3 separate regions of the Mus musculus genome follow, and all the other regions are linked to region 2. The links are chromatin contacts, called in public HiChIP or PLAC-seq and promoter capture Hi-C maps. All regions are on one chromosome and are shown on one strand. Each heading gives the region's core, a stretch centred on a gene start, on an enhancer-like site or on the middle of the called end of the contact. The rest is flanking DNA. Distances are from core to core; before and after follow the strand shown. Region 1 holds the start of Zfp882 (zinc finger protein 882). Region 2 holds the start of Fcho1 (FCH domain only 1). Region 3 holds the start of Zfp709 (zinc finger protein 709).

Region 1 (3,117 bases), core at 95-2,594, 180 kb before region 2:
GTTGGGTGGGCAGAGAGGTGGAGAGATTGGGGAGGAGTTGGGGAGAGGAAAAGTGTAATCAGAATATATTGTGTGAATTTTTTTTCAATTAAAAAAAATAAAGAAATTAAACACGACACTAGAAAAGACTACCATGATCATGGATTAGGAGAATCAATATTGCTAAAATAATTCAAAGTTGTAATTCAGATTCAATGAAATTTCCATTAAATAATCACATTTTACACACAACTAGCAACAGTTCTTAAAATTGCTATGACAGTGCAACAGACCCGGGGGGAGCCCAAGATATCCTCAGCAAAAAAAGAGCACACTGTGCAGATCTGTAATGAAAATAAACAGAACAGAACAGAACAGAACAGAACAGAACAGAACGAAGCAAAACCCGACAGAGTAGTGTCATAAATATTGATGTACAGTCCATTGGAAAAGAGAAAATAAAAATAAGCCCATACGTTCAGCCAACTGATTCTCAACAAAGGTGCCAAAAATATATACCAGAGAAAGCACCAATAAAATAATGGTGTTAATGCTGGATTTCTACATGATGTTTGAAACTAGACTCTGATCCTAGAGAAAAACCAATTCACAAATTGTTCACTTGTTGCCTGAAAATGACTGGCTGCTCAGAAAAGACAAAACACTATTAAGCACGATCAAACCCGTACCTTAATACTGTTGACATATCCCTCCAAGCAAAGCCCTTCTCTTCTAGCCACCGCTTGACACGTTTCACACTTTTTATCTCGGGCCTTCTCCCTATTTCTAACAGTCCTTTCAAATAAAGTCATGTCTCAGCATTAAAGAAGTTGAATCCCTACAAACCGCCCAACTGCATCACAGATGGCCACACTCCTTGCACCCCCATGTTGCTCACGGGGACCTGTGGATCGCCCGGTCCAGTGAGTTTGGCAATGTGGGGACGGGCCTGGGAACCGAGGGATTTCAATTGTCAATCAAGCAGCAACAACAAAAGCATTTGGATGGAGAAGACATTCAAGGATTCCAGAATCCGCTTCCCATGGACCGGAAAGACTGGGAAATCAGGTTCTACTAGGCAAAACAAAGCAGCGGCACATCGCCCCCGCGCGGCTCCCGTACCGCCAACACAGCTGGCCGCGCAGTCCAGGAGTCGCGCGCGCAGCTGCAGTCTTTGCCGTGGTTCCCGTACCGAGGGACTCGCCTGCATTCCCCGCATCCCCGATGCTCACCATAGCTGAGCTCCGGACCTCAAGCAGCCTCACGCGGCTCCAGGGTGGAGCGGCCTGAGGTCCAGCGACCCCAAACTCCCTCAGCGGACTGGACTGAGAGAGCAGTGACAATGGCGTTGCCAGGAAGAAAGATGGCGGGTGAAGAACTTCCGCTCTGTTCTCCGGGCCTCCAGCGACCTGACTCTGATACTGGGTTTGACGGTCATGAGAAACCTGAAGCTGAACAGTTTGGCACTCAACTGAGAACAGAGTCGCAACTATGGTAGCACCAGAAAGAAAGATGGCGGTGATGCTCTTCCGCTTTGCCTGACCCCAGTCTTGATTGGATCACTTATCTCATAACTGTTTTGGGGAGGGTCAATGTTACACTGCAGGGTAGAACAATACAGCACTCCCTGAGCTGACCGTACAGTTTAGCGACTTTGGCACCAGAAAGAAAAATGGAGTTAAGGAACTTCCCACTGGTGCTCTTGACCCATACACAGAGCCCCTTGTGATGTTGTATGTTGTCAAAAGACCCTTACAAAGACCACAGAGACCGCCATCGTTGCAAAACGCATGAGGATTTTACTTGTCCAACATGTTGGGGAACACCCTCTCAGCACCAGGCCAGAGGAGAGATCCAGAACAAAGGAACACACTTTTTATTACCTTTGTAAGGGCCGGATCTAGGCACCAGGGTAGTTTGGCTTATTTTAATTGGTGTAGCCAATAACCTTTTTGGACATTGGTTGATTTGTATAGGGTGACTCTCATTTTGTCTGTCCTTGTGGTTTTTAGTGTAAGGCAGGGCAGGGGCATTGTTAATCTTGTTCTGGCAGCTGTAAGCTTAGTCATTTTGACCGTTAAAACTATGTTTCTATATTTGTTTAGCCAGCCAGCTTCTTTATCTGGCTCTGTACTTGGCCTGGTAGTACAGTTTGGAAAGTCCTTTTGAAGGGGGAAGGTACTAGGTAGTCTTGAATTTATTTTGGATATTACAGTGACACGATAAAGAATCCTTACCTAACTGGAACGAAAACAAGCACTCCAGAGTTAGCCATTTCCAGAACTGTCTAGTTTAAAATAAAAATGAGTGAATGAATGAATGAATGAATGAATAAATAGTGCAGAATTCTGTCAGACCTTCAAAGAGGAGCTAATACCAATTCTCTTCCACAAAATAGAAACAGAAGGAACACTACCTACTTCATTCTATGAAGCCACAGTTATGTTGATACCAAAACCACACAATGACTCAACAAGAAAGAGAACTTTAGACCAATTTCCCTTATGAATATTGATGTAAAAATACTCAATAAAATTCTTGCAAACTGAGTCCAAGAACACATCAAAACAATAACTCACCATGATCAAGTAGGCTTCATCCCAGGGATGCAGGGATGGTTCAACATGTGAAAATCCATCAATGTAATCCACTATATAAACAAAACTCAAAGAAAAAAAAAACACATGATGATCTCATTAGATGCTGAAAAAGCACTCAAGAAAATACAACACCTGTTCATGTTAAAAGTCTTGGAAAGATCAGGAATTCAAGGCCCATACCTAAACATAGTAAAAGCAGTATATAGCAAACCAATAGCCGACATCAAACTAAATGGAGAGAAACTTGAAGCAATCCCAGTAAAATCAGGAACTAGACAAGACTGTCCACTCTCTCCTTATCTATTCAATATAGTACTAGAAGTTCTAGCCAGAGCAACAAAAGGAGGTTAAAGAGATACAAATTTGAAAGCAAGAAGTCAGAATATCACTATTTGCAGAAGATAGTATACTTAAGTATGATAGTATACTTAAGTGACCCCAAAAATTCCACCAGATAATTCTTCAGCTGATAAACAACTTCAGCAAAGTTAGTTGCTGGATATAAAATTATCTCAAATCAGTAAACCTTCCTCTACTC
Region 2 (3,336 bases), core at 625-3,124:
GATAGAAACTCACACGGGGCAGGAACCTGAAGGCAGGAGCTGGTGCTGAGGCCACGGAGGGGAGCTGCTTACTGGTTTGTTCCCTGTGGATTTCTCAGCCTGCTTTCTTACAGAATCCAGGACCACCACCCCAGGGATGACCACCCACAATGGGCTATACTGCCCCCATCAATATCTAATTAAGAAAATGCCTCACAGCTGTATCTCATGAAGCTTTATCTCAACTGAGGCTCCTTCCTCTCTAGATGACTCTAGCTTGTGTCATGTTGACACACGGTCATCAAATAGTCACCAGTTGAGATATGTGTATAAATGGTACACACACACACACAATTACAATCACACTTTTCCTCCTGATAGTCCACATTCGGGGAAACTTTCTCCCATTTCCTGTGTCCTCATCACGGAGATACGACTGAGTCATGTCGAGAATGAGGGCTGCTATGGGGGTGCACACCCCTGAAAGGGCCTGGGAAGTCTTGAGTTCTAGACCAGCACCTGCCTAGAACCAGTCAATGACAGGTGACAGTGATCACAGGTCAAAACCTGTTCCATCCGACTCTGATGGCTTTGCTTCAGCCCCTGGAACCCACCCTACTCCAGCTCTGGACACAGCAATGGCATGCATGCACACATCCACACACATATGGGGAGGAGAGAGAGGGAGGAAGGAAGGGAGGGAGGGAGGGAGGGAGGGAGAGAGAGAGAGAGAGAGAGATGCTTTTCTTACCATTCTCAAATCCCAGAACCCAAAGGTGACTCGAGGGCTCTTGGGCCAACAAAAGGACATGTGAAAAATGTGAACAGCATGGAGAATGGAGAGCGGGCTATCTTACCAATTGTGGCAGATGGTCACCAGTCAGCTGGGTGTGGGGCCTATCTAAATGTTTAATCTTTATTGTTTGAATTGATGCATAAATTGATTAATTGATTCATTGGTAGTGTGCACATGCCACAGGTTAGAGGATACTTTTCAGGACTCTCTCAAAAAATCCAGGCTTTGCTACAAGCATCTTTGCCCACTGAGCCATCTCACCGGCCCTGAAGCTAGTATTTAGCTATGTATGGTTGCCATCAGAACCCGGCATCATTTGGGGCAGAGCTGCAGTAGATGGTTCAAGTAAGAAGTGGGGCAGCCTCAGTCTGGGATGGACCTGGATTTGATTCCCACCACAGGAAAATGCCCAAACTGAGGTGTCTGGGGTCCAAGGCTGCAGGGGCATGTACTGGAGATGAAGGGCACTTAGCTTTCTGGTTGTGCCCAGGCCAGTGGTCCCACTTCCTTGGAGGTGCTTCTGGGGCAGGGAGAGAGATGGCTCAGTAGTCCTGAGGATCATCATGCTGCCATGTGACCCTGAACAAGAAACGGAGCCCAGGCCGGGGAGTTAAGTCTCTCGAAGTTGTCATATGGGAGTGGAGTGGACATGTGGCTCTTGCTTAATGCTGGGGCAGCCTGGCTTCATCACCAGCACACAGCCTGAATAAATAAATGGCATGTCACATGAATGGATAGACCAGAGTTGCTATATGACCTCCAAAGCAACTCCTAGCCATGTTCCTTGATTCCTTTGTTTGTAAAATGAGGCTCAATATTAAATGTCACCTAATTCACAGCCTCGGAGGGGTTCTCCAAAGAGCCATGTATGCAGTAGGTACTTAATAAAAGCTATCCCCTCTTTCCCTCCCAGTCTCCCGAGAGACTTGACAGGTGCAGAGATCAAGGAGCTTCTCCTGTCACTTTAAAATATGCAAATAGCCTGCGGATGAATTTCCAGGCTCAGCCAACCAGTGCAGGGTTTATGAAGCACCGCGGGGCGGAGCTCCTCCTGACCACACCCATGGCGGGGCCAGCAGCGCGCTCCGCAGCGCGCGGGGAGGGCGGGGCGCGGGTCTGGAGCGCGCAGGTAGCGCCGCGAGAGGCGGTGAGTGTCCCCGGCGCGGGGCTCCGGTGCGGGGTGCGGGGTGCAGGACGCGGGGGCGGGGTGCGGGGCGGGGACGCAGCCTCCATCCTGACCCGGCCCGAGCGCAGGTGCCGTCTGCAGAAGGCGGGGCGCCACTCTATGGCATCTCTCAATCCTGGGCTGGGAGGCTGAGACCCCCCCCAGGACCCCCAATCCCTCTTCCGGGTCTCTAGCCTGGCCCTAAGCTGGGGGCCGCCTCCCTCGCTGCCCCTCTTCCTCGCCTGGGAACGAGGGTCTCCTCCTTTCCTTTGCACCCGCTCTAGGGTTGGTAGGCTGGTGGGGGTTCTGTAGGGCGAGTGTGGTGGAATTGCGGGGTATCTGGAGTATGGAGCGCGGGATCCCCTCCCGGGGGAACGGGGCCTGGAGAGGCCTGGAGCCTGCACCAGGGACTCCCGCGCCCTGTTAGGGGGGCAGCCGGCATCTGCTCCAAGGGACAGAATTAGTCTAGGTGAATGAGGATGGGGTGCAGAGAAGGTCGGGGATGGCCGCCCCTCCACTTGCCCTCAGCGTCGCAGGACCTGCTTCATGGTGACCTTGGGCAGGTGACAGCACCTCCCTGATCCTTAGTCTCCTCCTCAGAATATAGAGGTTGAGGAAGCCAGACTATCTGTCTCAAATTCCCAACACCTGTGCCCCATTTTCTCCAGATGGGGACCACAATCTTTAGTCAAATGTTAGGGCACTCTGGTTTTGGCACTTTAAAAGGGGTTGAGCCTGGTGTGGTCATTACAATCCTCTGGTGGCTGAGGCTGGAAGATCTGCAGCTTGAGGCCAGCCTGGGCTACATTCACAGACTCTGCCTCATTAAAAAAGCATAAACAAAACAAACCATGATTTTGATTGATGGATACAGTCTAGCCTGGGGCGGAGCAGCGAGACCTAAGGCCAGCAGAGGACAGTTTCTATCTGACCATAAGATGGACGGGCCTCCAATCAAGACCCAGACTTTGTCACTGTGGTCCCACCCATGTGGCTGCCCAGGTCACACCCTGACCCACATACCATCACCTACAATAGGGTTCCTAGGCTGGTTCCTGGGCGGGGTCCCAAGTGGAAGGTCAGGTCTTAGTCCCTGCCTCTTGCAGGATAGTAGGGTGAGTCCCAGGCAGGAAGCCTGACACCCCCAAATTTGTGTGCCCAGACTGGACTTAAACTGAGCCTTCTGTGAAGTGGACTGAAAGTCTGTAGGAAGATCAGAGGTGGTTGTGGGAGTGACAGCGCGCCGTAAACACCCACTCCTATGATAGTAATTATGATATTGCATTCATTAAATGGGGTCACAGCCAAGGAGGCAGTGAGATGTCTTTGAAGGGTGTGACCAGTGTCACTAGCACCCCAAGGACTTGGGTACACAGTGGTGCTCAAAGTATGTGTG
Region 3 (3,218 bases), core at 117-2,616, 160 kb before region 2:
AAGAACTAGAGAAACATCAATATTCCACCAAAATATGAAAGAATATACATTCTACTGAGCAGTTCATGGAGGCTTCTCAAAAACAGATCATATCTTGGGACATAAAACAAAGCTTAACAAATTCTGAAAGGCTGAAATAACTTATGGGTCTTACCTGTCCACTGTGCAATGGAACTTAAAAATAACTGCAAACAAGTCTCTAGTAAGCATGCAAACTCACAGAAATTAAACAACTTAGTACTGAATGATGAATGGGCTAAAGAGGAAATAAAGAAAGAAACCAAAATTCCTGGAACAATATCAAAATGAAAAAAACAACAAAACCTTCAGGAACACATAAAAACAGAGTCCTATATGAAAGGAGTCTATAGCTTTAAGCGCATACATTAGAAAACCAGGAAGCCTGATTCCCTCACAGTTCACAAAGGAACCCAAAGACAGGCCAAACTGTCCATAAGCTTAGAGACCATCTTAGTACATAGGCACAGCTCATAAAATATATTACTACAGAAACTGAGTAGAGGAACTCTTAGTGGACAAGACATTTCACTTGGGGATCTCCACATACCTTATTTTCCTTCTTTCCATTTCCCCTTTGATACATAGCACCGACTACAGGCCATCTCTAACTAACTCAACTAACTAAAGGCCCACTTTTGCTTCAAAACAATAACCTCATCAGTAAAAACAAAATCCTTACCAAGCAATGTTTCCTTAAGTTTCTCTCCTTTTTTTCCAGTACCCCGGAGATGCTAGCACATCTTATATTTGGGGCTTCCCCTCTATTGCAATTCTCCTTTGAAATAGAATTTGCCCTTCATTCCACTTTAGATCAATGCCCACATCATTTCTAGGACAAAACATTTGTTATTTCTCTCGCCCCAACTACTTGTGTAGTTTTAATGAGTTTGTCAAACGGTAAATATCTAAACATTTAGGGACGTTTAGGCCTAAGAAGTACTGGGATGGGGTGGGGAAAGCAAATTCATGGATTTTTGATGTTGTTTCTAAAGACCATCAGAGGTTCTCAGGAACGTGAGTAGTAGTGGATCCCTGGCCCAGAGCCTGGAGCCCCTCGGCTCTCTGCACCGCGCACTCAGGAGTCCCAGGTGCAGACCTGCAGAGGCGAAGGTGAAGAAGACGCCGGGGTCCCGCCACCCTAGGAGCAGGGGGTCGAGGGCTTCCCAGCAGGCCTGCCTATCCGCCTCGCTCACCCAGGGCTCACCATGTCTGCTCCCAGGGCCTCCAGCGGCCCCGCGGCGGTTCCTGGGCTCGCCCGTCTCCGGGCCACGGAGGATCGATCAGTCACCTCGGGTTCTCAGCTGACCGGACAGCACCGCGCCGGAAGGGAGCGGGCGGCAGAGGCACTTCCGCCTTGTCCGCAGGAGCTTCTGAAGGGTCAGCAGACGCACGCGCTGTCCCGCGCATCCTTGCGGCTCTCAAAACTGTTCCTGCTAAAGTGTCACATGGCTAGGGAGGTTCTCTTGAGCTCGTACAGCTCTGCGGGTGTGACAGCACCCGAAAATGAGAGGGCAGGGGAGGGACTTCCGCTACGCCCGCCGGTCCCCAGGTTCTGACAGCTCTCGGTCCACCCAAGGCCTTCACCAAGGCTCCCGGGGTTGGCGACCCCTACTACCTCAGCTGCCACGACAATGCAATCCTGCGACAATCCTGGCTCACGGAAAAAGGATGGTGGAAGAGGAACTTCCGCTCTGCTCTCCGACTGTCTTCATTGGACAGTTCATACCGCTTTCTGCCTTTTGATGAGTGTTCAGCTAGTGAGGAACAGAATAAGCGAGTCCCTACCGGACTGAGGAGAACCAAAACGACATATTCCAACCATAACCCTTTCTAGCTAGGTTTCTTTTCTTGTTGAAGACCAGCCCAGATTGGTAGATAAATTCCATTAAAGCAGAAATCTCCTGGCTTTCCTGAGAGAGAATCCGTTTCTACCTGTCCTCTATAGATCTTTCTGGTTGCCGATTTCTGGAGAAATGTCTCACAGAGTGTCTCACAGAGACAGCCCTTTACCTCAGAGAACAAATGTATTTTCCGGAGAAGCAGAAAGTGTCTACCACCTGCTCGAGACCTCCATTCAGGCAAAGCCAGGACACACACACACACACACACACACACACACACACACACACACACACGTTGCTGCAGAAAATTTTTAGGCTGAATCAGTATGAAGCAAGACTAAAGTTTAAAACGATTTTTAGTATAAATTAAACAGTAGCATTACGAAAGGTGTAATGGGCCTGGAGAGATGGTTCAGCGATTAAGAGCACTGGCTGATCTTCCAGAGAGCCTGGATTCATTTCCCAGCTCACACAGAATGTATCAAGCCCGGTTCCAGGAGCTCTTAACATCTACCTTCTTACCTCTGCTAGAGAAGGCAGGTATGTGGTACACAGACATATATGCAGGCAAAATACTCCTAAGTATAATATAAGAAATGTGGCTTCCTATATTAGGGTTCTCTAGACTCACAGAACTTATGGATTGTCTCTATATTTTAAGGGAATTTATTGTAATGTCTTACAGTTGGTAGTCTAACTAACCCAACAATGGGCAGCTGGGAATGGGAAGTCCAAGGCTCTATTAGTTGCTCAGTCTCACGAGGCTGGCTGTGTCAGCTGGTCTTCTGTATAGGCTGGGATCCTGAAGAAGTAGGTTGCAACAGATGGCAAGTAAGTGTAAGCGGGCAAAGAGCCTTCTTTCAATTTCTTTTTGTAGGACTCCAGCAGGAGGTATGGCCCAGATTAAACGTGTGTACTACCATGCCTAGATTTGGAACTTGCTTTGTTCCAGGCTGGCCTTGAACTCAGAGATCTGCTTGCCTCAGTTTTCTGGGACTAAAGGTATGTATTACCTTGCCTGGGCCTAAGATTTTCACAGCCACTGTGGCTCAAGATCTCCATGTCAAGATCTGGGTCAGAAGCTTGAGTCTTCAGCCTCAAAATTTGTATCATAGGTGTGCCCTCCATTTCTGGATTGTAGTTCCCCTTACCTCCTGGGTTCTCAGTTTATTTTACACTTCCATTCATTTACCTGCAAGTTTTATGATTTGTTTTCCTTTACAACTGAATAGAATTTCCATTGTGTTTATATTGTTATGCCCAGGTCTCAGGAACCCCAGAAGAACTCTAAGAATTGCCAGTCTGATGCAATATAACAAAGAGAGCCTTAATTTATGAGTCAGTCTCAGATCGCAA

Evidence for each region. HiChIP or PLAC-seq counts read pairs in DNA pulled down with a chosen protein or histone mark. Capture Hi-C pulls out chosen DNA fragments and counts their contacts.
Region 1: an H3K4me3 HiChIP or PLAC-seq map of forebrain shows a contact between it and region 2, with 4 times the contacts expected there. The contact joins the promoter of Zfp882 here to the promoter of Fcho1 in region 2. A contact is called at or near these places in 5 of 39 promoter capture datasets (the C10 cell line, erythroid cells, frontonasal cranial neural crest and 2 more), 9 of 484 Hi-C or Micro-C datasets (cardiomyocytes, cerebral cortex, cortical neurons and 4 more), 8 of 115 datasets of contacts at active chromatin or transcription factors (the SCID.adh cell line, bone marrow-derived macrophages, embryonic stem cells and 4 more) and 3 of 9 other capture datasets (adipose tissue, liver and pancreatic islet).
Region 3: a contact with region 2 is called in a promoter capture Hi-C map of adipose tissue. The contact joins the promoter of Zfp709 here to the promoter of Fcho1 in region 2. A contact is called at or near these places in 1 of 39 promoter capture datasets (the C10 cell line), 1 of 484 Hi-C or Micro-C datasets (the G1E-ER4 cell line), 5 of 115 datasets of contacts at active chromatin or transcription factors (bone marrow-derived macrophages, embryonic stem cells, large pre-B cells and 1 more) and 4 of 9 other capture datasets (adipose tissue, embryonic stem cells, liver and 1 more).

The regions. Positions count from the first base shown.
Region 1 is chr8:71,906,833-71,909,949 of GRCm38.p6, reverse strand. It overlaps Zfp882 (zinc finger protein 882), which reads right to left and starts at 1,344. Exons shown (of 3, transcript NM_001166645.1): 1 at 1,212-1,344. The coding sequence starts at 1,214.
Region 2 is chr8:71,724,219-71,727,554 of GRCm38.p6, reverse strand. It overlaps Fcho1 (FCH domain only 1), which reads left to right and starts at 1,874. Exons shown (of 28, transcript NM_028715.3): 1 at 1,874-1,922.
Region 3 is chr8:71,880,216-71,883,433 of GRCm38.p6, reverse strand. Zfp709 (zinc finger protein 709) reads right to left here and starts at 1,366. Exons shown (of 4, transcript NM_145624.4): 1 at 1,226-1,366. The coding sequence starts at 1,228. It overlaps Gm5373 (inversin-like), which reads left to right and starts at 2,915. Exons shown (of 13, transcript XM_017313040.2): 1 at 2,915-3,218. The coding sequence starts at 3,197.